Regions from separate parts of the Sus scrofa genome. Here all the other regions are linked to region 1. A link is a contact called in public HiChIP or PLAC-seq and promoter capture Hi-C data. All regions are on one chromosome and are shown on one strand. The core of a region is the stretch at or near the end of the contact, and the rest is flanking DNA. Distances in the headings are between cores, read along the strand shown.

Region 1 (5,746 bases), core at 994-3,493:
GATGTATAGCACAGGCTTAGCTCAGTGCTTCGCACATGGTAAATACTTAATAAATGTTGCTTATTATTAACTTATTTTTGAAGCAACATCAACACAGTATATCTAAATTTCAAGGTGTTTTAGATCAAAATTAGTAGGAAAAAAAAAAGGCAGTTATAGATATTGGCTTACTTTCTTGGCTTTCTCCAACACATCATCCAGATCCTAAAATAAGCATAAGTAATCACAGTCATTTTAGATGAATAAGTAACTCTTCTTTGGCTGTGTATATCAGTGGAGCTGAGGCACCATAAAGATTGACAATGATGGCAAGGAAGAGGGTGATGGAATATGAAGAGCCTACGCTGACCCATATTCCATTTACTCTCTCAGTAAAATCTGACTTCTGTTCCCATTCCACCAAAAGAGAAACTGTTATTGTCAAATAAAACGACTTTTCTCTGTCTTCCTACCCTATCCCTCAGCAGCATTAGAAACTCCTCACTTGTCCTTTCCTTCCTTCTTGTCCTTTCCTTCCTTCTTGAAATATTTTCCACTCTTGGCTTCTAGAATTACTCCTCTCCAGCTGGCTGCTACTCTTCAGTCTCCTTGACTGGCTCTCTCTCCTCTAAATTCAGGACTCTATGCTTCTCTCTCTGTACTCACCAGAAGTGCTCTCATTACAATGCTCATTATGCTAATGAGTCCCCAGTTTTTATCTCCAGTCTATCATTTTCTCCTGAACCCAAGATTCAGTTTAAAATGACTCTATGACATCTTCATTGGGATGGATATTAGGCTTCAGCAAGTACTAAATCTAACTATTTTCCCTCCCCCCAAAAAACTATTCTTTCTTCAAACCTCAGTTTTCCCCATCTCAGTAAACAGCCCCACCATCTCTCTTCAGTATCCTCAAGTTCTCCTTTCCCCTCCCTCTCCACATCCAATTCCTCTCAGCACGTAGGAAAGATTCTACCTTTAAAGTATACCTTGAATCCATCTCATCTGCTTTTCTCAACTTCCCCTGGAACCACCATCATCTTTTGTCTAAATACTGCAAAAGCCTCCAAACTGGTCTTCCACCTTCCACTCTTGCTCTCCTTTATCTATTTGCCACACATCAGAAAAGCAGTTTTTTTGTTTGTTTTGTTTTTGTTTTTTGGCCGCACCCCCAGCATATGGAAGTTCCCCGGCCAGGGATGGAACCCAGGCTGCCGTCGCGGATTGTGCCTCCAGCTGCGACACACGAGACCTTTCAGCAAAGTGGTTTTTCAAACGGTATCAGGTCTCGTTACTCTCTTTAAAAAACAAACCAATAAACGACTCCCTTTACTGGATCCCTATTGCGCTTCTAATGAAATTCGAACTCCTACCTCACCTATCCCCTGCAAACCTCTTCAGTCTTGTTTTATGCTCGCTTCTCTCTGTCTAGCTCATCAGGCCCCACCCAGTCTTTCAGTAGCTTGACTGCGCCAAATTCTGTCCAGTCTAGAAACCTGCAACCTGCCTGCTTTCCTCACCACCATGCACACACCGCTTAGTCTTTCCAGCCCCAACGTCACTGTCCCCTCTTGAGAAGCTTTCCCCCTAAAAGCGACTCTGATCTTTTTCTCGTTTCTCAGCCTCTTGTTTCCAAAGTGGCGGGTAAAACACTTTGAAATTACGTATGTGTGTGTGTTGGTTTTTGTTTGCTCCTTTTGCCACTAGAACTGGAGCACATAGGGTATCGCAGCGAGCATGCGTCCTGTGGAAACTGGGTTCTCGGCCAGGAGCTGAGAGGTTAAACAGCTGGGCAAAGGCTGGGTAGGTAGGAAGGACTCCAGTGGCCCGAAACAGCAAATCGGTGCCAAGAAGAGATTATGGCTTTTTAGGGTAAGAAAGAAAAATCGGTGTGACTGAGATTAAATACAGAGTTAAGGAGCAAATCGCATGGGACCATAGATAGGGGCCTGGAAAGACTGGGGGATAACCCGAAGAGAAAGAACGGGGTCCTCCCCGCTCCCAAGGGCCAAACCTCGCCCTCACATACGTGGTCAAAATCCGGGGCGGAGAGGTGACAGTGACAGTCCACCAGCCCTACGCCCACCGACCCCATCACCGCAGCCAAGGACTCCCTCGACTCGCCCGCGGGGCCTCAGCCGGAACGCTGCTGCCCGGGCGGAACGAGTTTCCGGCCGGACGCGTGCTCCTTCCTCCCTGGAAACCCGCACTTCCGCCCTCAGAGTTCCCGCCCATAGTTCAAGCTGGAAACATGGAGAGGGCTCCTTCTCCTCTGCGGGACGTGGAGAGAGTGGCCAGGACCGACGAGAGGACGTTGGTCCCTGCCGCTTCCCGAAAAGACTTCCGGGTGCGCTGCACCTCGAAGCGGGCGGTGATGGAAATGCTAGAACTGTGCGGCAGCTTCGTGCAAAAACTCGGGGACGCGCTGCCAGAGGAGATTCGCGAGCCCGTGCTGCGAGATGCGCAGTGGGTACGGGCCTCTTAGCCGTCTCTTGTCTTATCACTCCGTTTTTCCACACCCCAGGCAGAAACGGTCAGGCCGAGTTAACGGTGCCCCACCTTTGGATAGAAGCACCAGGAGAAACGCGGGGGAGCGAAACAGATGCTGAGAGGCCGCTGAGTATTGTTAGTTACTTGTTAGTTACTTGGGCTAGTGCTGTCCCGCAGAAAAATACAAGGCGAGCCACGTATGTAATTTGAAATTAAAAGAAAGAAAAAAATAGGTGAAATTAATTTTAATAATATTTATTTAACCTAATATATCCAAGATAGACTTTTAACTTGTAATAGTTAAAAAATGAACAAGATATTTTACATTCTTTTGTTCATACGAAGCTTTTCAAATCTGGGATCTTAACAGCTCATCTCCTTCCTGACTAGCCATATTTTAAGGCCTCAACAGACAGGCAGTGTTTAGTTGCTTCGCTATTGGAGTGCAGACAGAGACTGAGAAATTCTCCAGGGAAGGGTAATTCTGAAAGTCAGTCAATCACCAGCTTTTGGTCTTTCCTTTTGCTTGTTTTAGAACATCTTGAAAAGAGAGTGAAAATAATTTCCCTGTAAGTCTAAAGTAGATAAGGAAGCTGTCTTGATTATAAACTTCACCAAGATCACACACTGGCCCTTATAATACATTTCTCCTTCCTTTCTCAAATATTCTGCAAAGCCCTGAAAAAAGTGTTTTGGGGAAAGACAACAAATTGGGGGATTGCTGCTTGTTGAAAGGAAGCACACAGTCTACTTTTATGCAGGAAAAAAAAGTTAAAATGCTTATAATGTAGTACCTTTTTGTGTGTAAATGACCATAATGCAAACAAAATTAAGGTTCAGTGGAAGAAGGACGGAACACTCCCTGGATTATGATTCTCTAACCCAGTATTGTATACAGTGGCTGTTGTATCTTTCCCTCTTTGCAAGTAAGGGAAGAAAAGAGACTTATCTGAGGACGTTTTTAGTAGTTTTTTGGGAGAAGACTGTTTTGTTGTGTAATGATCTTAGAATTTACCCCTTTCTAGGAAGTGCTAAGGTACTTAGAAAATATGATTAATTACCTTTCAGAAAAAGAGGAACTTGGCTTAACCTTTTATACCTTTAATGGATGATAAAGTGAATTAGAAGATAAAAAGTGTGGAGACAAACTGCCAAGGGAGTTCACTTGCGTTTTATTTTAATCGAGAGCAGATGAAAGTGGAGGTTTTAATTATGTAGACATATTTCTCTAAAACCACATGGTATAGTAACACATTCTTAAATAATATTGATACAATTGTGCAATGAATATTACAAAGATAATTTATATCCTTGGGTAATTCTTCAAAGCCTATATATCAAGTAAAGATTTTATTTTAAAGTTTTAAAAGTGTAGAATATGTACTTATAATTAGCAGTTATTTGATTTAAGCTTATTTTTAATTATATTTAATGTACAAAATATATTGTCATTATGAAAAAATAGCATAAAGCAAAAGTCTTTGAATTTCTATCCCCTATCCCTCTTGCATCCTGGAAGTAACTTACTGTTTTGGAGGGCATAGTCCTTGTGTTTTTTGGCTTTACATCTGTCTCTCTCTCTCTTTTTTTTTAAATTTTTTGTTCGTTAGTTTTTTACATTAATGGTGTGATGTTGTATTGTTAGCAGCCTGTTTTATTTTTAAATCAAATATTTATTTGACTATTATGTGACAGTGTTATGGTAGAGATATATTTTATTCTTTTAAGTATTGTATGATATGGATATATTGTTATGTTTATTCTCCTAATCTTGAATTTAGAGTGTTCCCTCTGCCTCAGTATTCCATAATTTCAAACAGCGCTGAAATAAATATTCTAAGCTTATCCTTTTTATATTTTTATGAGAATAACCCTTTAGCATACACTGATAGAAGTGAAATTGTTAGGTTATATGGAATATGCAATTAAAATTTTGATGGTACCACCGAATTCCTTTAGTTCTTTATTTTTTTAAATTTTAATTCCTTTAGTTCTTTATTTTTTTATTATGAACATTTTTAACCTTACAAAAAATAGACTAGCGCAGTGAACACCCATATATTCATCACCAAATTTAAGTTATCAAAAATACTTTACACTTTTGATTTTAAAGCAAATCTCACATCTCATGTCATTTCATCCCTACCTACATACTTCAGGGTACACCTCAAAAAATACAGTCCTTTGTAAAGTGGAATTTAATTTTAAGCATGTGTATTTTCTCTCTTGTTAACAATGACACTCATTCAGGAACATATGTGTTATTTATATCCTTGAGATTCACCTGAACCCAGATTTGTTGTTAGCTTTTTTTCCTTCATTTAAGAAGCAAATTTGTTTATGACAGTATTCTAAAATTTTGCATCACATTTTTTCATAGGTAGGAAATTGGCTATCAAGAACTGAAATGTGGCTAGAATCAATGACTGAAGTGAAATCTCACCTCACTGAAAAGAATAAATATACTAATAGGCTAGTCTGTGGTTTTTTTAAATAATTCTCTCTCACAAATCAAAATTGTTATTTTCCAAAATATTTGAATTCAGCATTTAAAGTTATTTTTAGTGACTTGACTGTTGTGGATTTCTTGCAGACTTTCGAGTCAGCTGTGCAAGAGAATGTCAGCATCAATGGGCAGGCGTGGCAGGAAGCTTCAGACAGTTGCTTTATGGGTATGTGATTTCAGTTTTCCCTCTGTCATTAATTTCTGAGTTATTTTTGTGGCTAGTTTTACTTTTCCTATATTCCTTTGTGTGTATTTTTTTAAATTATAGTTGATTTACAGTGTTGTGCCAATTTCTGATATACAGCAAAATAACCCAGTCATATATATACATACATTTCCTTTCTTAAATTATCTTCCATCATGGTCTAGCCCAAGAGACGGGATATAGTTCCTTGTGCTCTATAGTAAGACCTCATTGCTCTGATAAAGTTTAGTTTAGAAATTTAGGCGTAATAAGAGAGTAACAACAACAATAATAAAACAATTATAATAATATAGCATAATGAAAGTTATGTGAATGTTAGCTCTCTCTCTCTCACTCTTAAAACATCATACAAATTTAATGCCTTCCCTGTCTTTAGCTAAGACTTATCATGCACTGGACTGTGACTTTTGCAGTTTGAGGTGTGACAGCAAAGCTAGCACAAACTTCTTTTTCCTTCTTCACAACTGCATGGATAGAAGATTTATTCTTACCGAAGATCTTAGCAACCTCAGCATACAGTTTTTTCCTTTCCTTATTGAGTCAAGAACTTCCACCTTTTCACTTAG
Region 2 (5,746 bases), core at 1,884-4,383, 920 kb after region 1:
CTAAATTTAAATTAAAACGAACAACAAAGAATATATTTAGCAAGACAATTGTGAGAACAGTGGATCAGACCTGTGTCCTGGTTTGTGCACAAGTGTGAGCCTTGGCCTCACCCTTTCGGAGCTGGTCACCTCTTAGTTCTCTCTTTCAATGTCATCTTCTCCACTCTGTTCCAGTTCTTTGTTTTCTTAACTCTTCTCACAGTCCACAGTGGTTGACTTTCTCCGTGAACTGGTCCATCCGCCTCCTCCACCTCCAGGACTGCACCCCAGTCCCAGGCCCTGGGGTGTGTTCATCACCCAGCATGCTTCCAGGTATCTTTCTTGAAGGGTGAGGTTTTGATTTAATAGGTCAGACAAGATAAATATACACAAGAAGCTAGGAATTCAGATGATTATATGGCACATTCTAAGTGAGTAAGGAACCCAGTTAGTTTCTCTTTGAGGAGGACCTCATGGTTTGAGGGAAGCCAGGGTCATTTTCAGGGACGAAACTGGCCTTGAGCTCTGTCTTAAAGAAAGGGTGGAATATGAAGGAAGGAGGGAGGAAGCAATGGGGGAAGGGGGGTTTCCTCTAAAGTGACAGACGTCCGCATGCTTCTAGGCCACCAAGATCTCCTTCCACTCAGTGTCCAATGGTCTCTGCCAGGCCATCCTGCTCTCACTCCCACCCAATGACACAGGCTAACTCTGGCTGGTTATTAGGGCTTGTCATGCCACACCTATGTCACTCTTGACATCTTTGTCTCTCTCTCTGGCTACACCCAAGGGATGCAGAAGTTCTTGGACTAGGAATCGAATGCAGTGACCAGAGCCACGGCAGTGACAACACCAGATCCTCAACCACTGAGCCACCAGGGAACTCCTTTGTCTCTTTTTAAATGAACACCCAGCATATGAATACTTATCATTATATCTGGCACACAAAAAGTGATCAATAAATATTTGTTGAATGAATATATGTGTCTAGGAGCCACTCTCCACACTCTTGGGATGGCTCTTTTCCCCGTATTTGGTCTCTGCCACAAGACTGGAGTCCTGAAACTTGATGGCTCATTCAAATTCTTACATTTTTATGAATAGGCTGCTTTCTCACATTTTCATTTTTAGCAGAGATTTGCTGCATGCTTCTTTTGCTACAGGACTTAGGCTAGCTAGAAGGAGCTTGAGGTTGACTTACTGTGAGATCCATGTAAGCAAACAGTGATAAATAACAAGGACTGATTTATGCACAATGTGGTCTATGAATAATGTAGATGGATTAATTGTTTGCTTGCTCTAGTATGCTAAGAAAGGCTTTCCAAGTACAGGAGAGAAAGTGGGCATTGGGTATTGAAAGACAATTTGTGTCCTCTAGACAAACAGGGTCAGGGATGGAGGAGTGGATACGGGAGTGCAGTGGACAGTATTCCAGACAAATGGAATAACAAGTGCGAAAGTGGTGGTGGTAGGAGGGACGTGAGAAAGAGCGTTGGGTCTGGGGAATTGGGGCAAAGCATCAGAGCATAGGAATGGCGGGAGAGAAGATGCAGGATTGGATTTGAGGCTGGCCAGTGAAAGAGCTCTATGGATGTCAATCTTTAAGAGGCACTAAAATAAAAAATATAAAGCCAATTAACTCAGCCACTTGTGGCTCCTTACATAACTTTTGAAACCTAAATTGGTCCCATTCTCTGGAAGTAAGACAATGCCCTTGAACGTTACTTTTAAAATTCTCCTGGCTGGCAATTCCGGTGACGTTATAGTCAGTGCATGTAATAAGTTACTTATTTTTAACATAAAGAGGTTTGTAATTCTCATGAAGAGAAAACCAAGTTCCTTTCAATCCCATGCTGAGCAGATATTTAAAGAAAACTGACCTACACATACATTTGAGAAATTATCAGCCATCTTGCAATACCTACATTTTTCCATCCACCTCTGAATGGAGGCCTTCAGGTCCCCTGTCCCTGGTAAAAATGAGACTGTTCCATCTGGCTGGGAGAGCGGAAAATGTTGGTTTCTGTGTGTACCGAGAAAAGGCTGCATCCAATGAACTCCTGTCAATTGAGTTCCTGTTTGGCGCCCCAGATAACCTATTGCATAGTCTTTTCTAATTAAAAAAAAATTGTTTTCTAGTTGTTTAAAGGTAGACCTGTCTCTGCCTTCGAGCCACCATATTCTCATTTGGGGTATTCTAAAACATCAGGGACTTCCGTATCCCACCTTGAGGTGTTTTTTTGTTTGTTTTTGCTTTTTAGGGCCGCACCTGCAGGCGTATGGAAGTTCCCAGGCTAGGGGTCTATTCCGAACTACAGCTGCTGGCCTACACCATAGCTCACCGCATTGCTGGATCCCTCACCCACTGAGAGAGGCCAGGGATCGAATCCGGAACCTCATGGATACTAGTTTCATTAGTTTCCGCTGCGCGACAACGGGAACTTCTACCTCGAGGGTTTTTGTACACATCCTCTGCATGTTGAACAGTCTTCTAAGTTTGGTATTCAAAAATACAGTCTCTCTATGATGACTACGGTCATGCGTAAACTTAGATAAGTACCACTGATTTTGGATTGACTCTACTCTTCTTGGCTTTTGGACCTAAAGCAAACACTATAGCCTTTGTGCTTAAGTTTCCTCATGGGAAATAACACTAATTCCCGCTTTATAAACAGGGCAATACATATAAAGACCTTGGCACTAAAGTCCCGCACTACTGTCAGGACTCATTCGCGCACTCTCTAGCGAGGGACAGTAATTTTCGCCTCTGTACTCAGCTTTAGCTTGATCCGGTCTGGCCTCAGGGTACAGGAACCTGAGAGAGGAGAGCGCCTGCAGAGAGTGGGTAGTGTGCGAAGTCAGAGTGCAAAGATCAGAAGGCAGTTGGTTGAGGAGGTGTGCAAAAAGGTCTGAGGATAGTTCTACGGGGTTCGGTTACCTTGGTGACCAGAAGCGCAGTATTGTGGAAAGCCACCTGTGTCTCCGCTGCTTTCAATCCTCCGCCTTCCCTTTGGATTTAGCTCCGCCCCTTTCTCCCCATTGGTGGGAGGCCGACGTAGACACCGACGCTGACGCGGTTGCCTAGCGATACGCTTTTCCCAAGATGCCCAGGGTGCTGTGTTCTTCTTAGCCAATCAGAGGGGCAAAGAGGCCTTACCGCGGGCCAATAGACTGCGAGGCCGAGGCCCGCGACGGTTAAACGGGGCTGGAGCCTGGGGCAGCCGGGGCCTGTGGTTTGAGGCCTCCGAGTCGGTGGCCGAAGCTCCGCAACGGCAGTGAGACCTGCAGGCGTCCTGCGCGGGCCCCGCCATGCCGACTCGGGCGGAGGACTACGAGGTGCTGTACACCATTGGCACGGGCTCCTACGGCCGCTGCCAGAAGATCCGGAGGAAGAGCGACGGCAAGGTGAGTGCGGGCCTCTTCCCTGTCTCCGCCCCTGCGGCGGGTGTTGCGCCTCTGCCGCCGAAGGGGAGCGAGGGGTCGGGGCTGTGGGTCTCGAAGGCCGTGCTCAGAAGTCAGCCAGCTCCCCCCCAGGTCTGTGTCTGTTCTGGGTCGCTCGAGGCATGGAGACTGTGTCCTTGTTTCTTTTTTCTTTTTGAAATTTGTAAATCTGCCCTTAATTCCTAAGTAAAATTAATAGAATGTGCCAAATAAAATACTGCCAAATACGTATTGTCAAGCACTGCTTTTGCTATTTACAGGAGAATGCATTTTTTATATACATGTATTTTCCGTCCTTTTTCGTCTCTCTTTCATGTTCTTCCTTTTTCATACTTTGACCTGCTAAGGGCCTTCTATTGGAGACAGGTAGCTGACTCCTGAGCTATTTTTAGAGAACAACCCTCTCAGTCATGAAAAAGGGGCAAGGCCACCAGAACCTAGAAATATTATGTCTTGTAATCAGAACTCATTTAAAATGCCCTTGGGATTGTTGGACTTCTATTTCCCAACGTGTGCAGGTAGACCTTACACAGAAACAAACAGTGAAGAGGAAACTGGCTCTGATGGAGGGATTTTTACCAAGTTCTCTTTCCCTGGAAGAGCTTGACCTGCTGGAATGGTGAAGGGCTTTGTCTGCCTCTGCCCTGGCAGAGTACAGCCTTCTACTAAGCAACTGAGGGTAGGGTGGGGGGAGACCCGATGTGCCTCATCGCCCTCTACTGCATCATTTTACTGCTTGAAAATGAGGGGAAGATTATGGAAGTAAACTCAGGGGTCCTTCTGTTGGTTCAGCTAAAGGAGTTGATAATGACTGTATGATCCGTTTACCAGAGAAGTAATTAAAAAAAAATTGGGGGGGGGTTTGGAGTTTAATGAGTTCATTTATACCTTGGAAAATTTTATTTCAGATATTAGTTTGGAAAGAACTTGACTATGGCTCCATGACAGAAGCCGAGAAACAAATGCTTGTTTCCGAAGTGAACTTGCTTCGTGAGCTGAAACATCCACACATTGTCCGATACTATGATAGGATTATTGACCGGACCAACACCACCCTGTACATTGTCATGGAGTACTGCGAGGGGGGGGACCTGGCGAGCGTGATCTCAAAGGGAACCAAGGAAAGGTAAATTAATCTTTTGTTTTTATTTTTTTACATTTGCTTTTTAGGGCCGCACTTGTGGCCCACGGACGTTTCCCGGCTAGGGGTCGAATCAGAGCAAGAGCTGCCAGCCACAGCCACGGCCACGAAGGATCTGAGCCTCATCTGCCACCTGTACCACAGCTCATGGCAACACCGGATCCTTAACCCATTGAGTGAGGCCAGGGATCGAATCGAATCCTTATGGATCATGGTTGGGTTTGTTAACTGCTGAGCCACGACGGGAACTCGCAGGTTAATTAATCTTTTAAATGAGCCTTGTTTTGTTTCTGTTGAGCCTCATGTATTAGGATCAGAGACAGAGTCCTTAGTAATGGGGAAGGGTCTTCTCATGTTTGTTTGGTGGGTACTTTAGAAAAATCCCTGGCAGGTCAATACCCGTGTTTCATACCGAAATAATTTCTTTCCTTGTGTGTAACCTTTGAAAGCTAGATAATTCATCTTTGTGATGGTGTTCCTAGAAGTTATGTGCTGTATAACTGTTTTGATTTCAGACAGTACTTAGATGAAGAGTTTGTTCTTCGAGTGATGACTCAGTTGACTCTGGCCCTAAAGGAATGTCACAGACGAAGCGATGGCGGCCACACTGTGCTGCATCGGGACCTGAAACCAGCCAACGTTTTCCTGGATGGCAAGCAGAATGTTAAGCTTGGAGACTTTGGGCTAGCTAGAATACTGAACCACGATACGAGTTTTGCAAAAACATTTGTTGGCACACCTTATTACATGTCTCCTGTGAGTATTTTAGAATTTAGATACTTGAGGCTCCCGTCGTGGTGCAGTGGAAATGAACCTGGCTAGCATCCATGAGGATGCAGCTTCGATCCCTGGCCTTGCTCAGTGGGTTCAGGATCCGGTGTTGTCTTGAGCTGTGGTGTAGGTTGCAGATGTGGCTCAGATCTGGCGTTGCTGTGGCTGTAGTATAGGCCAGCAGCTATAGTTCCAATTTGACCCCTAGCCTCGGAACCTCCATATGCCAAAGGTGCAGCTGTAAAAAAGACCAAAAAAAAAAAAAAAAAATTTAGATACTTTTTAAACATCTTAATGGTACTCATTCAACTGCAGGGAAATTGAGCTTTTTGTTTGTTTGTTTAGTAGTATCCAATAACCAAGAATTAACTATTGTTTTATTTTAAATTTATATTTTTCTGAATGGGCCACCAGGCC
Region 3 (5,746 bases), core at 2,070-4,569, 650 kb after region 1:
TTAGTTAACAGTAATCGTTTGCTGTTTCAACCACCTGGTTTTTGTTGTAAAACTCCTATATATTCTGACTTCTGCCTCACCTCTATGGAGCAGTCCTGCAGAGCTGAAAGGCTATCTTTTGGGCTAAGCCTTAAGTTTTGTTTACCAAATAAAACATAATTCTCAGCCTTTAGGTTATGCATCTTTTTCCCAGTAGATACTACTAATAATTGTAATGATACAGTAACTCAAGTTTTAACACCTACAGCCTTATGATCTCAGAGAACATCAATTTAAATACACTTTTTTTACACAGAGAGAAGATAGGATGATCAATAAAATGACTTTTCAAGCTTAAAATAAAATTATATTAGGATAAATCCTATGAGAGAAATAAAATGGAAATAAAATCAAGGGGCAAAAACAATTATTAGAATATCTAACAGTTAAAGAGTTTTGTTCATATTTTTAAAAATGATTATCAAATCACTATAGTATTTATAGCCTCTTAGATAAATCTTAAAGACCGACGGAGCTTTTTTTTTTTTTAAAAAAGGTCAACATTCAAAATATGGCCGGAAATTGTATCCTTTGCATCTGTTTAAATTTATGATAAAAACTTTTAGATACCAATTTAAAAGTACACAGAAGAGTTACCAGTTTCTAAAAGGAAGATCATTGGCAGCAATGTGGAAAGTAAACTGGAAAGAGAAACTTAAGAGGCCATTTGGGAGACTTCTTATAGCTCAGACAAGACGGTATAAGGATGCATCCTAAGGAAATACCGTAGGACAGATCCAAGATATGATGAAGAGGTAAAATCAGTGGGGATGCAGAGGATGAAAGATTCAACAGATTTTAAAGGGAAATTCTCTGAATGTGAGTAATTTCTTGAGGAAAATAGAGGAATTTTGATTGACTCTCAGGTCAGATTAAAATAATAAGACCATTCCTAAAAGTAGGTAATATAACAGGTTTGGGGAAAAAGTGACCCCCCAGTTTTTGAATATTTGAGTTTGAGATGTTTATGAGACTGACCAACAGGATGAAGTTACTCCTACTACTCTTACAGGAATGGATGTAAAGTATAGGGAATGGGAGGCTGTAGATAGCAGTGCAAGAAACCTCAATTACAGCTATGATCACTCATAAGAGTATAGGTAGAAAGCAAAGGGGCCTAGGATGGAACAACCTCCTGGAAGAGTACAGAAGAATCTCCTATTAAGCCCAGTGCATGATATATCACAATGAGTGAATCTCAGTGCCTAACACAATGCAATGAATGAGTGTTTTGAGGCTCAGGATGGGCTCACCCAAAACATGTCACCATGGCATATTGATTATTTTGAAATGAAGTTGCTTGAGAAGCGGCTGATGCGAAACCCTGACCCTTCTGTCTCCCTGAAAAGGAAGAAACAAATCGCTCATACGAAAGGTGTACTCCTTGCAACTGGAGGTAGAAGGACATCCTTATGTCAGAGACAGGGGATTCAGAGCTGAGAAGCCTGTATAAACAAACTTCGTTACTTCTTTTAATTTACTACCTCAAGCCCAAACTCTGAATCTTCACTTATTAAGCACCAAAAACCTAAGTTTCTTTGTCCTGTCAATTCCTTACACATTTACTGGGTTTTTTTTTTTTTTTTTTTTTTTTTTTTTTCTGGTCTGAAAAGTATAAATGCTGCCTGCTTTGGCCACTTCTCAGGTCCCATTTTTATGAAACCTCCATGCATATGCATTAAAATTTGCTTCTTTTTCCATGGTTAATCTGCTTTGTGTCAATTTTATTATTCGTTCAGCTACAAGAACTCAAGAGAGGTTGAGGGGAAAATTTCCCACTCCCCAGTAAATATCTGTGAATCAGAGAGAAAGGGGAAAAGTAGACAGAATGTAGAATCAGGAGAAAATATGTTACAAAATAAAGGCTAAATATAAATAGCTTGCTCCAAGTCAAGCAGATAAGTAAGGACTGGAGGTGGAACTAAATCTCAAAGTTTAAAGACAGAGCTCTAACTACCGTGCTGTAGTGACACTCACGACACAGTATAGAAAAGTTACTTAAGCAAGGCTGCAGGAGAGAAAGGCATTTAGAGTATAATTAAAAAGTCTAAAAGGCAGGAAGTTGAGGAGCTACTCCCCAGCCTCCTTCTCAATATCCTTTTCCTAGACCTATGCCTTAAATATAAAAAGTTCCCTTCTCAGATTGTTTTCTTCTTGTTTTCCACATGATTTCAAGGGGGAAGGAAGACCTAGTTTATCTTTAAATGAATGAGATTTCATTTGTATCCATGCTTAGTCTGTCTGGGTAGTAACTCCCTTATCAGAAACTAAGAAGAAAGTTTCAGGTTGATGATACCAAACTTAAACTCAAAATTCTCATTGCCAATGTTTTAACCTAAGGGACTTAAAGAACTGGAGAGAACAAGATAGATATCTAGATACTAATACGGCAACAGTTCCAAGTTACACCGTTAAAGTGAAAAACGAGACAAAACATTTTTACCCCATTTCTGTAAATAACAATTATTACCTCTGACATTGAAAAACATCTGGATTAAGATATTTCAATCTATTCATAGCCGTCATTTCTGGGACATACGCTCATAAGCATTTTTCGCTCTGCAATTACGGATTTTTGTGCCCATGTGTTAATCGGGAGGAAAAAAATTTGACCATGCTAAAAGCAGATGTGCTATCTTCTCTGCTTGACGGAGTTCCCTAACAGCGGGTCATTTTCACTGGTGTACACAGCAAATAGTCGGGCTCACTAAGGTTCTACCACAAATGAATGAATTCACCAATGAATATGAGTCCGGACGGCCTCGCGTAGCTGCTGCGAGAACCACACCTACTCAGATGCACGCATTTTCCACTTAATGAGCAAAATGGACACAGGCCGTAATGGAGGCCAGTGAACTCAACGTCCCTCCCTCCGTCAGGCCACAGTCCTGACCGAAAAAGTCCCGATTACGACGGAACGTGTCTCGAGGGCCCGCAAGTGCAGCTTTCCTCGGTACTCCTCGCCTCCGCGAACTCGCTCGGCTGCGGGAGAACCCGGCGGCTGGGAAACGGCATCGGCGTGGGCACTGGTCTGAGGTGCTGTTACGGGGGAGGTGGATCCGCCGGCCAAAGGCAGCGGTTAGGGCCGTTACTCACCACTCCTTGGGACGCCAAATTGGGGCTGGCGGAGCACCGAACTGAAGAGCATCTGGGCCGGAGGGAAAGGCTCAAGTGAAGGAAAAGCCGCGGAAAAGCCCCCCGATGCAGCAGAAACCGTCTCTTGCGCCCTTCAGAACACGACGAGTTATTGCCTCCAACTCCCGCCACTGTAAGCCCCGGCCACCAAACTCCCCGCCAAACTGACGTCACGCCCTCTGATTGGCTCCCGCCGCGGCGTCCGGGCGCGTCCGAGTCACTTCCCCCTTCGAATCTCCGCCTCCTTTTCTCCCAGCCGCGGGAACCTAGAGTTCCAGAGCTCCCTGAGCGCCTGCGCGGGGGGCCGCAGAGGCGCCGGCGAACGGCGGGGAGGCCTGGGCGCATGCGTAACTCGGCTCGGCAGAGCGCGGAGGAAAAATCCGCGAGAAGGTGGTGGAAGAAGATGGCGGGGCTGAGGCAGAGTTTGCAATCTTTCTGAATAGGCTAGTCGAGTAACTATTCGGATCATGGCGTCAAACTCAACGAAGTCTTTTCTGGCAGATGCTGGCTATGGCGAACAGGAGCTGGATGCTAACTCTGCCCTTATGGAATTAGACAAAGGTATGCGAAAGAGCGGGCGAAGCGGGTGGAACGGGTGTGGGGGGAACTGGCGCCACCAGGCGGTGGTAGCCTAGGAAGAGGCTGGGAAGGCGCATGCGCACATCTTCCCTGGGCGGGGCAGGCGCGGGTGCTTGTGCTTTTGGTAAGGCATTTGCAGCTTGGGGAGGTTGTTCCTGAAAATTGCAGCGTTGCCGGATGGGCCTCACACACGCTGAAAAAGTAGAAAACTCCAGTGATGGGCCCGTCTTGACCGCTTGAGGGCACAGTCCCCCGATTTTCCGAGCAGTTTCTAAAAATGCTACATTGAAATTGAGAAATTAGTTTTCATTATAGTCGATTGAGACCAGGTCTTCACCAAAAGAGTGCTGAATAATAACCTTGGACCGATTTTATTGCGATTCACTTGATTTCTGTAACTGTTACCTGCCAGTTACTACGCAGGTTAAATAGGGACAAGTCCATCCGAAAAGCACAGCCCTTGCTCATTCTGTGCAGACAGATTCCACGAGTTCTATTTCCTTACGGGCGTGGGAGGGATGGTGGGTGGTGGAGTCGGCTGGGCAAGGGTGAAGTGGGGGTTGGGAGCTTGGTGTAGTAGAAGGAGCTTTAGGTAGACGGAGTTGAATTTTAATTCCGCTGATTTTATGATGACGGACAGGTGACCTAACTTCACCTAACCTTGGTTTTTTTCTCTGCAAAGTGGGTAAAGTACCATTGAGCTGGCAAGATTGTTGTCAATATTAAGTGATTTAATGATGTGCAAGAGAAGTCTTTATTAAATGCAGAAAAAAAATTGCCTTACCCATACATATGGGAGGCAGGGGGAGATCTTTGTCAGTAAAAAACTCAAGTATTAAAATGAAACTTTTGTTCAGTGTACTTAAATGCTTTTTATTGAATGGGGGAAACATCTGGCATACATTAATTTTTGTGTGTAAAAAACAAGAATTGGACTAGCAGAACGCTCTTCCTTTAAGTCCAATCGGAGTCACTTCCCAGCTCTCTGACTTGGTCACTACATTGACTTTAGGGGGGGTACTCTTTTTGTTTATTTGTTTTGTTTGGTTTTGACCTGTAAACATTTAAAGTGGGTTGGTCTGAATAAGTGTTTTAAACTTTAAAAAAAGCTTTTAACTCCTTTTGATCAACATAAAACAGTTACAGCGCTCCATTGAGATTTTCATTTGGTTGAGTCACAGTATCTTCAGTACCTCTCCACCAGCCAAGAAAATGTTGAGCTTTGCTTTCACTTACCTGTATGATAGGGCTTTTTACCTCTGAATTACAAAACCATAGCATTACATAATCTTTCCCTCCCCATTCTGACAATTCCTTCCTTAGTCCCCAGTGAGAGTTGCCAGTCTGGATATCTAATGATCCTACTGATTTTAAAGACATTGCCTACCACTCTAGTCCAGGTGGGCTCATCCCGTAACGAGAGTAGAACAGTGGTGTAGAGCAGAATCGAGATGGGGCGCTGAAGAAGGGAGAAATCTGGAATCGTTTAATTCCTAAAAACTTGCAGTTGTGGTAAAAAATAAATGAAACACAATTTTTCCTTCTTATAAGTAGAAATAGAACTATTTCCTATCTGTAAGAAATTTATAGGTAACTATTGCTTGTTTAACTCAGGTGTAAACCAGGTATTAGTGGACAAAACAGCTTTAAGAAGCTCACACTCTTAACAGAAGAAGGCAGACAGGACTAGATCAAATATGACCTTATTCGGACAAGAAGTTAGGATTTTATGCCAAGTGCATTGGGAAAACATTGAAACTTTTTATGCAGGACTGACTTACATTTTTGAAGATCACTTTAGCTCCTATGTAGAGATCTTTCTGCCTTCCCTTTTTTAAAGTTTTAAGCTAATAACCATGCTGCCCAAGCTGTGAAGATGGCATATATAAACAGAGTCGTGTCATAATCAAGCACAGCTTACATATATTTGACATTTCATAATACACACAATCATTTCTATAATATAGGCATTACAGAGGACTCTCAGGTACAT
Region 4 (5,746 bases), core at 2,431-4,930, 620 kb after region 1:
GTGAAAACCCAAACTGAACTATGACGACCAGTCAAGATGTTGCCTTTGATACACCACACTGATAATATGTAGACGTTCAAGACTAGTTTTCATCTTAGATTTTCTTTTTACCTTCAATTTTAAGATAAATTTTTAATAACATTAGAAACTTAATTCTATGTTTAGGGACAAAATGACTAGGGAGAAAAGAAATGCATCCTTACTCCTTAGTGTGTAATACATTATCTGTATCGGCAGAAAAAAATAGAATATGTGTGATTAATGATGATGCAGATCCTAGACAGCCTCAAGATCTTTTAAATGTGTACTTAAAGATAAAAGTCTGTATTAACTCTCAACCTCCAAATCTGTGATCTACTTTTTAAACCAACTACAGAGATTCATTTACAAACCTTTGTGAAGTCTGATGGACACCAGCACACAGATGTGACCTCTTGCGAATGACCCAGGAGCACAGTAGGAGGATGCCAGGGTGTGGAGACCTATCACGCCATCAAAAAAGAAACAAACGAGTCAGCAGACCAGTGTTAGGTCTCCCAGACAGAGGTGTGAATCTTTCCACGTCTCTGCCTTAGCTTTGGTGAGGACTGTTACCAAAGGCCCCCCGACATGTCTAGTTACAGCTCAGAAAGAGACCCAATAGACACATTTGTCATTAATCTGAAAATAGAATGAAAATAGCCAAAGTAAGTAAACAATATGAGCTTCGATACAAGGACAGGACTTATTTCAAGTCAGGACTACTTAGCTACACATATTTTGACTAAAATTGAAGATTGAAAGGGCGAGGTCAGCTACAAGGGAGTGCACTTCAAGTGGAACCTAGACTGGTTAATCCTGAAGACGGATCTCCTGGGACAGGAGGACAGTCTTCTTCCAAGAGAAGACTCACTGACTTTGAGGAAAGCCCAAAGTTTCATATAAGCTATATTTTACAAGACACTCTGGTATCCTTTTGGAGAAAAAAATTTCCTCTAAAATCTTAGTTCATTTGCTTAAAAAAATCTTGAATTTTCAAGTACTGCCACATTTAATACCTTTTTAATGTGTAAAGAAGGGTCGCATTTGTGCAGTACTACACGTGACTACGAATCATATTTTCCCCCTCATTGAAACGTCAGTGATATGCATTTGACAGCAGATTCATTCAGAGTTGTCAATCCTTGTCAAGAGGCCACAGGCATTAATCAGCACAACATGGAGTACAAACTCACATAACTATTATTAGCACAAGTGTTTGAAAAGAGAAATTATTCTTTTCATTTTTCTGAAGCTCTGAATCATTGCTCATTTGTGTGAAGAAAGTGGGGGCACTCTGGAAGGAATATTTGTGAGAATGACTAAGTAAGCTTCATGGATGCCTCACACTGTAGCTGTGGGATCGACACACTGATTCATAAGGTTACTACTCCTCTCTGGGGTTAAGTGGCACATATGTAATGACTCAATAAGCCAAAGAAGACGAAGAGCAGAATCTCATTTGCCTTGCTGGGTTAATTAAAGTTTCACAGAAAAGGAGACTTTTCCCCGAGATCTAAGATGCTCTCACTTGCTGCCTGCTCCTACAATGCCACGGAGAACAAGGGCTCATTCTCTCACAAGGCAGCGTATTTTAGAAAAGATTCTCAAGATAGTGTCTATTTCAGCAGTCACAGACATTCTCAATGGTCCAGCCCGTGGTTTCTTTATCCAAGGCCCAAGGAGGACTGGTAGCAACAAGTTAAAAGGAAGAGGAAACCCTCAGGTCCCCCTGACCCTCCTGGGTAAGAATATATTATTTTACTCCATTGGATTATTTGCTTGTTGCCTGTAGCTTTCCATTTCATGATATCACTGCCCTTCCTCAGTTTCCTAGGCATTACAATACCTAGAAGAAGCTGAATATCTATACCAGAGATGAAAATAAATGCCAAGAATAGAACCACCGATAGAATGTATTTCTGCATTTACCTACAGGATTTAAGAGAAAAAAACAAAGGATAGACCTGTTGGAACAACTCTGTACCATTTGATAGGCCAGGCATAATAACAGTAATAAAAAAAGCCAGCGTCTACTGAATGATTATCATAAGCCAGGCACTTTACATCGTATTAAAAGTGAAGGGAGGGTTCCTCAAAAAATTAAGCATGGAAATAATTACCATGTGAGCCCACAATTCTACTCTTAGGTATATACTCCCAGGAGAATTGAAAATGTATGTTCAGGAATTCCCGTCGTGGCGCAGTAGTTAACGAATCCGACTAGGAACCATGAGGTTGCGGGTTCGGTCCCTGCCCTTGCTCAGTGGGTTAACGATCCGGCGTTGCCGTGAGCTGTGGTGTAGGTTGCAGACGCGGCTCGGATCCCGCGTTGCTGTGGCTCTGGCGTAGGCTGGGGGCTACAGCTCCGATTCAACCCTGGCCTGGGAACCTCCATATGCTGCGGGAGCGGCCCAAGAAATAGCAACAACAACAACAACAAAAAGACAAAAGACAAAAAGACAAAAAAAAAAAAAAAAAAAAAAGAAAATGTATGTTCAAACAAAAACTCGTACATGAATGTTCACAGCAGCTTTATTCATAGAGCCAAAAAGTGGGATAATTTAAATATCCATCAACTGATGAATAAATAAAACCAGGCCTACACATACAATGGAATAGTCAGCTGTAAAAAGTAATCAAGGACTGATCCATGCAACAACATGGATAAACCTTGAAAACGCTAAGTGAAAGCAAAGCCAGACATAAAAGATCGTGTATGGTATGACTCCACTTATAGGAAATGTGCAGAATAGGCAAATCCGTAGAGAAAGAACCTAAGTTCGTGGTTGCCAGAAGCTGGAGGAAGAGGGGAATGGAGAGTGAGTCTTGAAGGGTATGGGCTTGCTTTCTGGAGTGATGGAAATGTTTGGAAATGAGGTAGTGGGGATAGCTGCACAATACTGTGATAATACTAAAAAAAAAAAAATCACTGAATTGTACACTTTAAAATGACTACAATTGTCAATTTTACATTGTACAAATTCTACCTCAATTAAAAAAAAACAGTGGAGGGAAGGGCATGTTGTGGGATGAAATGAGAACAAATGTCCAACAAGTTTTATAACGTTAGTAACAAGTAGTTTCACAGTTGAGGATTACCCTAGTATGTAAAATATACTTAGTGACTACTTTAAAGAAGATTAGTTTCTTCTAATGAAACTCGGGTGACTTTTAAATCCTTTGTTTTTATTCAAGTAAGTTTTATTTTCACTTCATTATTACAAAAACATTATCATAACTATATAACATCTTTTTAAAGCCTCCCTCTACTTTTAAATAGGAAGAAGCGACTATGAAGTCCAAGAGACATTCACATCTGCACAATCTGGGAATGGTCAAAACACAGAAAATCATCCTCTCTTACAAATTCTAGTTGTTACAGAATAAGATGAACTCAAGGCAGTAAGAATTCTAAAGTTAAAACTTGTGGAACTATGAAGGTACCCTTAGAAGTAACGGACTCTAACCTACAGACCTCAAAAAACATTTTGTATACTTGAACGAGCACCTTTCCTCAACAAACCTCCTTACTCCGCCCGGTCAGAAACGGAGCCTAATCTTCATTTCTGCCATGAGATCATTTACACTTCCTAAAGCGTCAGGCTCAGCATTTCGCCAGTCAGCGGTAGAATGACAGCGCCAAATCAGTTTATTTATAACCACTTCAATACTCTCCAGTGGCTGCATCAGAAATGAACCAGGGACAGACAGAGTAGGGGTGAGGGGAGGGCAAGGGGTAGGAAATTGAAAAAGAAAAAAATATAAATCTTTTTATCTTTAAGTCTTGGGCTTCAGTGTCAGAAAGTCTGCTGTATTACATCTCCTATTTGCTGGGTGGTGGTAAGCATTAAAGGCCATTCTCTTCCGTCTTGAGATCTAAAACTCCCTCCTTCCACTGTTTTCTCGTGTCCACGGGCTTTTTTGGCAAAGGAAAACCCTAAAACCTGGGAGAATTCCTGATTCCTAAAACCTAACAGCCTGAATACTCAGCTTGTATGGATTTGTTTTTAAACTACACCCCTCCTCCACTTTCTTATCATGGAAAAGAGAAACTGAGCCACCCTGCTAGGCAAATTCAATTTTAGGAGCACTAAGTTTGCCAGGATCTCAAATATCAGAGCCTTCACACTGAGTTATGTGTGGACAGGCAGGAGAACATCATGTCTGAACCACATCATTCAGCACTAACATGTGACCCAGCCCAGAATTCAGAAAGGGTCACCCATGCGTGTGATAGCCACTGACTGGATGTCTGAAAACGGGTTACGAATGAACAGCCAGGTATCTGTAAAGACAGGAAGCATTCCATAACCCCGATTTCCTCAAACAGAAAAAAACAGAAACAAAAAAAGCCAACCAACCAAACAACCAAAAAGGCCTTTATAGTGGAGAGGAGAGCCAGGGAAGAACTTCAGGAACTGGCAGCAAAACTACACACACACACACACACACACACACACACACACACACAATATCTATAATTATATATATAATTTAATGTACACATATATTTAAGAAACTGATTTTAAATGATTTTTAAAAATGGTTAATGCCAAAATTTTTTTTTCATAATCCTTTATTATGCTTTTTTGGTATGTCTGAATTTTTTTTTTTTAAAGAAGAACCTTAAAAAGATACAGACCTTGGTAGGAATAAAATCCTCTAGCTAAGCCAGAAACCAAAGTAGAGAAAGGAATGTAAGACAGTGAGGGAAGGAGAAAGGGAAAATCAAAAGATAACAGATATGAAGCATAAGACAAGACCAAAAGACAGATACATCAGTGCTAGTCACATGAGGTTTAAAGCTCAAGTCAGAAGAATTTTATAGACAAGAAGCTAGGTTAAAAACTCCTGTAAGATGAGGGTCTCAAGAGTATATTTTATAAGCAACTTTTCATTTAAAGATAGAACAAATAGGGGAGTTCCTGTTGTAGTACCTCAACAGTTAACGAACCCGACTAGCATCCGTGAGGATGCAGGTTCGATCCCTGGCCCCACCCAGTGGGTTAAGGATCAGGCGCTGCCTTGAGCTGTGGTGTAGGTTGCAGACGAGGCTCAGATCTGGTGTCGCTGTGGCTGTGGCGATGGCCGGTGGCTATGGCTCCAATTGGATCCTTAGCCTGGGAACCTCCATGTGCCGAGGGTGAGGCCCTAAAAGACAAAAAGACCAAAAAAAGGGAAAAAAAATACAGCAAATGAAAGAAATGGGTTTGTAGAAAAAGAGGCAAGGGCAACACAAAAGCATCTTGGATGGAACAACATCTCCACCTTGTGACCAGCTAGGATATTGTTACTAAGAGCTTTTGATAAGGTAGTGTTGCGTTTTTGCAACTTTAGGTACATAGAGAAATCATTTTTTAGTACCTCTCCAGGACCAGATGAAATTAAGCTGAAGAATTATGCTTCATATCTGACAGGCTCTACCCCTGTCCTGCACTAAAGATATGACCTCCTAGAGACTGGCAAGACTAATACAATTTCCTCCTGAGAAGGGATTTGATAATACTGAAGTTTTAGACATTATGACTCTAAAATCCAAAATACGTGAACTCTAATCTTTCTATTCACCAATGTCAAGGCCACTTATGAAATATAGGGCAATCTAGAACATAATTAATTTCTAGCTCTAGAAAAGCAATGCCCTAACGCTCTTAACCTTTCTCTGAACTCAGATATATTTCCATAATCAATTATTCCACAAGAGTCATTTTTTCAGTGGTTAGCA

Evidence for each region. Promoter capture Hi-C pulls out the DNA fragments that hold promoters and counts their contacts. HiChIP or PLAC-seq counts read pairs in DNA pulled down with a chosen protein or histone mark.
Region 2: a contact with region 1 is called in an H3K27ac HiChIP or PLAC-seq map of skeletal muscle, with 5 times the contacts expected there. The contact joins the promoter of NEK2 here to the promoter of TATDN3 in region 1. A contact is called at or near these places in 1 of 47 Hi-C or Micro-C datasets (embryonic fibroblasts) and 1 of 2 datasets of contacts at active chromatin or transcription factors (skeletal muscle).
Region 3: a promoter capture Hi-C map of fetal liver shows a contact between it and region 1, with 4 times the contacts expected there. The contact joins the promoter of DTL here to the promoter of TATDN3 in region 1. A contact is called at or near these places in 2 of 5 promoter capture datasets (fetal liver and liver), 1 of 47 Hi-C or Micro-C datasets (skeletal muscle) and 2 of 2 datasets of contacts at active chromatin or transcription factors (alveolar macrophages and skeletal muscle).
Region 4: an H3K27ac HiChIP or PLAC-seq map of skeletal muscle shows a contact between it and region 1, with 10 times the contacts expected there. The contact joins the enhancer-like site here to the promoter of TATDN3 in region 1. A contact is called at or near these places in 14 of 47 Hi-C or Micro-C datasets (embryonic fibroblasts, epiblast stem cells, fetal skeletal muscle and 10 more) and 2 of 2 datasets of contacts at active chromatin or transcription factors (alveolar macrophages and skeletal muscle).

What each region holds. Positions count from the first base shown.
Region 1 is chr9:130,620,141-130,625,886 of Sscrofa11.1, forward strand. It overlaps TATDN3 (putative deoxyribonuclease TATDN3), which reads right to left and starts at 2,244. Exons shown (of 13, transcript XR_002336028.1): 1 at 2,104-2,244; 2 at 172-204. NSL1 (kinetochore-associated protein NSL1 homolog) reads left to right here. Exons shown (of 8, transcript XM_021063971.1): 2 at 1,602-1,623; 3 at 1,986-2,449; 4 at 5,063-5,141.
Region 2 is chr9:131,543,911-131,549,656 of Sscrofa11.1, forward strand. NEK2 (serine/threonine-protein kinase Nek2) reads left to right here and starts at 3,134. Exons shown (of 8, transcript XM_003130413.3): 1 at 3,134-3,381; 2 at 4,326-4,543; 3 at 5,074-5,314. The coding sequence starts at 3,286. LOC102166108 (a long non-coding RNA gene) reads right to left here and starts at 2,999. Exons shown (of 2, transcript XR_305732.3): 1 at 2,915-2,999.
Region 3 is chr9:131,272,107-131,277,852 of Sscrofa11.1, forward strand. It overlaps DTL (denticleless protein homolog), which reads right to left and starts at 3,320. Exons shown (of 16, transcript XM_013979970.2): 1 at 3,136-3,320. The coding sequence starts at 3,187. It overlaps INTS7 (integrator complex subunit 7), which reads left to right and starts at 3,523. Exons shown (of 21, transcript XR_002336047.1): 1 at 3,523-3,735.
Region 4 is chr9:131,242,216-131,247,961 of Sscrofa11.1, forward strand. It overlaps DTL (denticleless protein homolog), which reads right to left. Exons shown (of 16, transcript XM_013979970.2): 12 at 393-482. Among named protein-coding and RNA genes, the nearest start is that of DTL, 30 kb to the right of the region's middle. Within about 2 kb of position 3,681, at least 7 of the 83 cell types and tissues checked have an H3K27ac peak or open chromatin away from gene starts, as enhancers often do. A contact at or near this core is called in retroperitoneal adipose tissue and skeletal muscle, where this site is marked.